2 separate regions of the Oryzias latipes genome follow, and region 1 is linked to region 2. Evidence: chromatin contacts called from public Hi-C data. All regions are on one chromosome and are shown on one strand. The core of a region is the stretch at or near the end of the contact, and the rest is flanking DNA. Distances in the headings are between cores, read along the strand shown.

What was found. A called contact is a pair of places that touch in the nucleus more often than the background predicts.
Region 1: a contact with region 2 is called in a Hi-C map of fibroblasts, with 2.2 times the contacts expected there. The contact joins two enhancer-like sites. A contact is called at or near these places in 2 of 5 Hi-C or Micro-C datasets (embryo and fibroblasts).

Annotation. Positions count from the first base shown.
Region 1 is chr4:7,678,485-7,681,618 of ASM223467v1, forward strand. No RefSeq gene overlaps it. Among protein-coding and RNA genes, the nearest start is that of LOC101171982, 5.4 kb to the right of the region's middle. Within about 2 kb of position 1,622, at least 3 of the 8 cell types and tissues checked have an H3K27ac peak or open chromatin away from gene starts, as enhancers often do.
Region 2 is chr4:7,430,656-7,433,935 of ASM223467v1, forward strand. LOC101170662 (repulsive guidance molecule A) reads left to right here. Exons shown (of 6, transcript XM_011473839.3): 5 at 726-1,237; 6 at 2,151-3,280. The coding sequence ends at 2,837. Among protein-coding and RNA genes, the nearest start is that of LOC101170662, 12 kb to the left of the region's middle. Within about 2 kb of position 1,471, at least 3 of the 8 cell types and tissues checked have an H3K27ac peak or open chromatin away from gene starts, as enhancers often do.

The DNA.
Region 1 (3,134 bases), core at 372-2,871, 250 kb after region 2:
TGACAAAACGGGAAAAGGATACAGGCGCTCACACAAAGGTTGTGCATGCTTCCAATAACTCCGCCCAACTCTGAGTCGGTTATTTATACACAGCAAATATGTTTGAATTATTCATACTGATTCATATTTGCATCAAAATGTCCCAGAAAGACACATTGCAGGACTGCCCTGCATCTACATGAAATTCTTGCAAAACCTGCATGAAGGTACTGGTATGGGTCACCATGACAGGGAACCGACAGGTCTTTACTGACATTATGTCATCCATGAAATGTTCACTAAATGCTGAACTGAAGAGAGAAAAAAGATTCAACTAAAAATGAGAACACTCCATAAAGAAAATTAGGCATTTCTTAAAAACACATACGGAGGAAGATGAGAGGATGGATCTGAGGATCCAGGGGGTTCAGATGGTGCTGCTGATGAAGCAGATTTTCAGCAGCACGTCGTCCCGGAGGATGCTGTGGAATTTACAGACATGGCTACGCGCCGATTGCTCAGCCAAGTATTTTCTCTCAAAGTTTGGCTTCAGTGCATGAAAAATGAAATCTACTCACTGCTGGTCTACAGATTCGCCTGGCTGCTGTCACCTGTTTGCACAGCTGACAAGTGAAACATAAAGACATAGAGTCGCTCTGTTTCACAGGAATGAGAAACTGCTTTGACCAGTGACAATCAAATCTTACGAACTTCATTTTGAATATATACCCCCCTGACATCCTCCTCTCCCCCAAAAAACACCCTTCTGTTCTTATTTTGTGTGAAGTCTGTAAGTAAATAAAAATTATCCAGCCTTACACGGTCAAAACTCCTATATCCTCCTTTTTTGAGACATTCTGCAGCAGAAATGTGAATCCTGGCCATTGGAGATGTCCAGCCATCCAACCATCTTGAGAAGCCGCTGAATCCCTATTGGGGTCACGGGGCTGCTGGAGCCGTCTCGCCTAAACGTGACTGCTGCATAACTGACAGCAGGAGGCAGCAGCTCACAGTGGGTGTTACTAACCAGTCTGCTTGTAGTAGAACTTCCTGGATTCCTCTTGGGAAATATTGCATGCAGCCTGAAAATAATCACAGCGCCCCCCTGCAGGTGAACAAAGCCCTGCTGCTTCCTGTTACATTAGTTTTTCTTTCAGCTCTTAAACACCTTTAAAGAGCTCATTATTCCAAAAACAACACATTAGCTGCCGCTGCACAGCAGAGATGTTTAGAAAGTGCTGCATGAAAAGACGATGTCTGCAGCAGGGAAGGATAATTACGTGCACTTTTCTTAATATTCCCTCACATCCTCAAAACAGACAAAGAACATCCTCTCTTTCTTATAATGTTGTTCAGATTGAATCCAGGAAAGATCTGCAGCCGAGAAGAACCTACTGGTCCGCTTCCTGTTTCTTTAAGCTGCTTTGGTTCTGAACTAAGGAGCACAATGGAGCTTTTAAACAAATGGAGCTTTTTACCAGCACTTTTTAAGTTACTGCATGTCCGTACTGGGGGGGATTACATGGAGGAGGGGTCTCCTGTCATTTGTCTAACAGAGCTTTTGAAACCTGAGGAGCACCTGTTGACACCATGCAGCGCAGTGATGGCTCACGTGACACCCGCATGCCCTGAGGGGTGTGAATGCAGAACCAGGCGGGATTTGGAATGCTCCTATGTCACGTGACCTGGTGAGAGAGAGTGAAGACAGAGGGATGATGGGAATTAAAAGTTACTCCCCATCAACAGCCCTGTCCACAAATCAGAGATGAATTTTTAATGAAGTCCTGCCGCTCTGCAGAAATTATGTCCTAGAAAACGACACAGGTTTGTAGATGTTGTCTAAAAACGGCAGAATCAACTTCTCTGACTCTCCAACAAACTGTAAGCACAGAAACTCTCTTCTTTCGTTGACAAGTTTTTTTCTCACTAAAGATGTCCACATACACAGGTAAAAGTTGCCAAATGGTGTCAGTCATTATTTAGAGTCACATGCTTGATTCTGTGCAGAAAACCAAAGGAAATGCACCTCTAGTCTAACCACTGACCAATCAAACAAACCTCCATCCTGATGAGTTTTTACAGAATCAGCAATCAATCTTTTTAAAGGATTTCGTTAATTCTATAATATCCTGCATTTCATTCAAACAAAGCTAAACGACATTCTTGGACCAACCGAACAAAAGGACAGACATGACTGGATTCTGTTCCATGAAGGCAGTCTAACATTTCCAGAGTAATGACACGCCACTTTAGACATGGATTTGTAGTAAGCTGTGACTGCAGGAGCAGAGCGGCGTGCCGTGTCATTAAACCCCATTGATTGGATAGTGATCATGTCTTTAAATACAGTATGTCTGGATATAATTAGTGAGGCTGTGGAGGAGTAGTCTTCCCCCAACACATGTTTTGTATTCACGTACCTCATGTTTTCCTTCACACATTTTCTTTGTGGCGTTCTGAGGTCGATACCGTTGGTTGACACACGTGACGGCCTCTGACAGCAGCTCCTGAAAGATGGCTGTCCTTCAGCTCGCTAAACGCTTTCTTGAAAAGAGCTTTCATGTGGATGTGTTGGTGCTCTGCTCCTTGCACATCACTGACCACCAAACCGCCTTCAAAAATAACTCAAAAAAGAGATTCGCCGTTGTGCGCCATAGTGCTGCACACGAAACATAAACCTGATCCAAGCCCCTCCTTTTTTTCTGTCAGACTGGTTCTGTTGAAGGGGGACACACTCGTTTTGTCTAAACTGTTCACTTAAAGTGTAAGGTTTGTGCCTTTGACTTTAAAAAAAAAGTGCACTTGTGGGTTCAGTCGTTATTAATCGTGCCTGCACGCTGTGAGTCAGAATAATGATTCCCTGGAGAACATCCCGGAGTCTGAGAACATGGAAGCAACATTTATATTCCAGACACATCAAATGCAGTTCGAGCGTATTTTGGGGTTCCTGAGCGGAACCGCTTTTGATGCCTGAGTGTGATGTTCAGGATCAGGGCCGAACAGCAGGGGGGCGGCAACTCTGAGGTCCTCGGCCGCACTGGCGGCTTTCATTTGAGAGGGTTTTACGGAAACCACTGCTGCTGCTGTCTCTTTCTGTCACATGAAGCATTGTTCTGATTGTTAGTCTGAAGTGTGTCAGATTCCACACAAAGTAA
Region 2 (3,280 bases), core at 221-2,720:
TATTTTGTTGTATGTTCGCCTCCTATGTCAACAAGGGTCATTTGTAGTATAATTTTTAAGCTGTTGTAATGGAATGGGAAGAATATTTTTGGTTGTTTTGCTAATTGTTTATATACCGCAAATTATATCGTTATCGCAATATTAATCACTGATATCGCACATCGCGAGTTTTCTTCATATCGTGCAGCCCTAGTCCACAGAGTAACCTTTATGGTCATACATGTCCGTACACGGGTCACCGCTGCGGTCTAACGTTTGTCTGGATTTCTGTCGGGCGCGTTGATGATGAAGGTTGTGCTCTGAAATGTTTCGGCTCCTCAAGCTCCTCTGCTGGGAAACGCATTGCGTCACAAACGACGAGTTATTCAGATCTCACTAACACAGGAACAGGAAGGTTGTGGTCATTGGACCAGCGGGGGATGGCGTTCAGTCAGAACACGCTGTCCACGTAAATGAGGATTTATCAAGCTCTAAATCCAGCAGTCGGACTGAACCGTTTTGCTCCTTTGAGCCGTAAAATCCCTTCTGTTGGCGGTTGAAGGACATGAGTTCTGGGTCTGGACCTTGGTGAGGAAGCGGGTCACCGGGCCGAGCTTCACATCAGAGGCTGAGATGTGGTTTTGTCTACAGATGGAACAGATCAGCGAAGGAAATCTGGTTTGGATTTTAAAGTTCGTCAAAGTGGTTTCAGTTCAGCTCTAATGATGATCTGCTTTCTTGTCCAGCTCACTGCCAGCAGTGTCGGATCCAGAGGTGTAACGCCAACTACGTGGCGTCCACGTCTCTGGCCAGCGGCCTCCAGGAGGACGCGTCTGTGGATGTGGACTACTGCATTGCCCTGCGGGCCTATGCTCTGTGCGTGAAGCGTCAGGCACGCAGCTGCCGGGGCGATCTGGTCTACCACTCAGCTGTCTTCCCCATTAAGGAGTTATTCTTTAAGCACAACTGCTCCAGCGACGGCCCCACCTCGTTCGCCAAATCCCCCAGCACGCCCCGGCCGGCTGCGTCTGAGCTCTGCAACTATGAGAACCGGGTCCTGATGTCCGGCTCGGCCGCTCAGCAGAAGAAGTACGCCCACTGTGGATTATTTGGAGATCCACACCTACGAACTTTCCGAGATGAGTTTCAGACCTGCAAGGTGGAGGGGGCGTGGCCACTGATCGATAACCGCTTCCTGTCGGTGCAGGTGACCAATGTCCCTGTTGTCCTCGGCTCAAGCGCCACAGCAACCAGCAAGGTAACAGACATTTCTGCTCCGTGCGTTTCACTTATACTTGAACTCAAATGCAGTCCGTGCCTCACTCACAAGGCCCCTCCCAGATGCAGAGCGTTTTTGATCGAGAGCTGTGGCGGCGCTGCCATCAAGCGTCAAACATGTGAAGTTAATTGTCACGCCGTGGAGCCTCTTAGGTCTCCAGCATTCCTGGTGTCTTGAAGCTCCTTCAGATCTCTGAGGGGAGCAGAGGGGGGGTCCTTTGAGGGTGTTGGATCACAGACATGCTTGAGTGCTCCACCTTTAACACATGGGTGCTCATATGGCTGTGATTAACGCTCAGTCAAACACTTTCCTCCACATCGGCAATCTGGAATGTTTTTCACGCCTCTGGTCAAATCATTACCTCTGAGCTTTCTGGGAAAATATGAGAATAATCTGGAAAAATAAAGGAATAACCGAGACTGGAATGTGTTGATCAAACTGGCGGGTCTTCCGTCAGAACCTTCAGTTCACATCCAGTCTGCTTTAGATGTAGAGAGAACGATCCACCAAAGAAAATGAGAGCTTGGAAAAATAAAACAAATTTGATCAACATCATCAAAGCAGATGAAAATGCTTTATACTCTGCTGCCCCCTAGTGGCTCTAAAGTGCACTGCTAAAGACTTTATTTGTTTTTTTTTTTAACCCGGAAATCAGGTGTGGCCTTTTTTTTAAGAAACATTTTAATTTAAATATATTTTTTTAAATTTGATCTGTAAATGTATGCATTTATTACTATTTTTTATTTTACTTTATTTCTTAAAAAAAAACCTAAAATGACCAAACAAACAATAAAAGGTCAAATACACTTTAACAGCCGAGAGGAACGTTGTTCTGCAGTTCTCCTTAGTTAACAACATCGAACATCAAAGCTGCCTTCACTTCCTGTTTCAGATCACAGTCATCTTCAAGTCGTACCTCGGCTGCTCGGATCAGAAGGTGTACCAGGCCACCACAGACGACCTGCCGCTGGCATTCCAGGACGGGACTCGAAGTGGCGGCGAGAGCGGCAGTCTGAGCGTCTCGGAGAGAGGCGGCTCCGGTGTGGGTCGGCAGGTGAGGATCCAGGCCCGTTACATCGGCACCTCCATCATCATCAGGCGGGTGGGCAGCTACCTGACCTTCGCCATCCGCATGCCCGAGGACACCCTGGACTTCTCTGAGGACGGCGGTGGCCTGCAGCTGTGCCTGCACGGCTGTCCTCGAAACGAGCTCATCAAAGAGCACACCGTGAGCCGCCAAAGCCAGCGCCCCCGTCTGCAGGGCGCCAACACTGAGCCGGGCCCTCTGCGGCCTCCCCACCAGGCCTACACGGTGGAGCGAGCCACTGCCAAGTGCAGAGAGACCCTGCAGGTGGAGGACGTGTATTTCCAGTCCTGCGTGTTCGACTTGCTGACCACAGGCGACCCCGAGTTCTCCATGGCGGCCTACGGCGCCCTGGAGGACTTGAAGGCGCTTCCACCCAGTAAACTGAAGCAGAACCCCCCCAGGACTCCTCCCAATCCCAGCAGAGGGGCGTCTGGGACGCTGGCAGCAGCGCCCGGCCTCCTGCTCTCTCTCCTCTGCATCCTGCTGCTGTAAAACACGGAACAAAGAGAACGGGGAAGATCTGCCAGCTAAGAGACGGAAGAAGAGATGTCGGATCTTTAAAGAAAAAGATCTGAACTTTTGAAGGATTTAATTTTTACGTGAAAATATTTCCAGTTTTTCAGGATTAAATGAGCGTTTTTCAATCAAAGATGGACAGGTGTACCATGGGAAATTATTCAGTTATAGCTAATTGGTCTAAAAACATTTTCTATTGTCAGGATTTCATCTCATTAGGACCAGGTAGAAATAAGCAGCACTAAATAAGCATTTAGTCTTTGGGTTTATTTGATTCTCATTCAGTTGATAAGGACGCCTGTGTGTTTCTATGCAGACAACAGTTTCATTTAAATTTCCATTTTGGGTTGATGCTGTGCCTTAGGACTTTTTTCAGAGTGGCTCCAAAAACGGTTGAAAAACAGAACTAAATGAGGAAC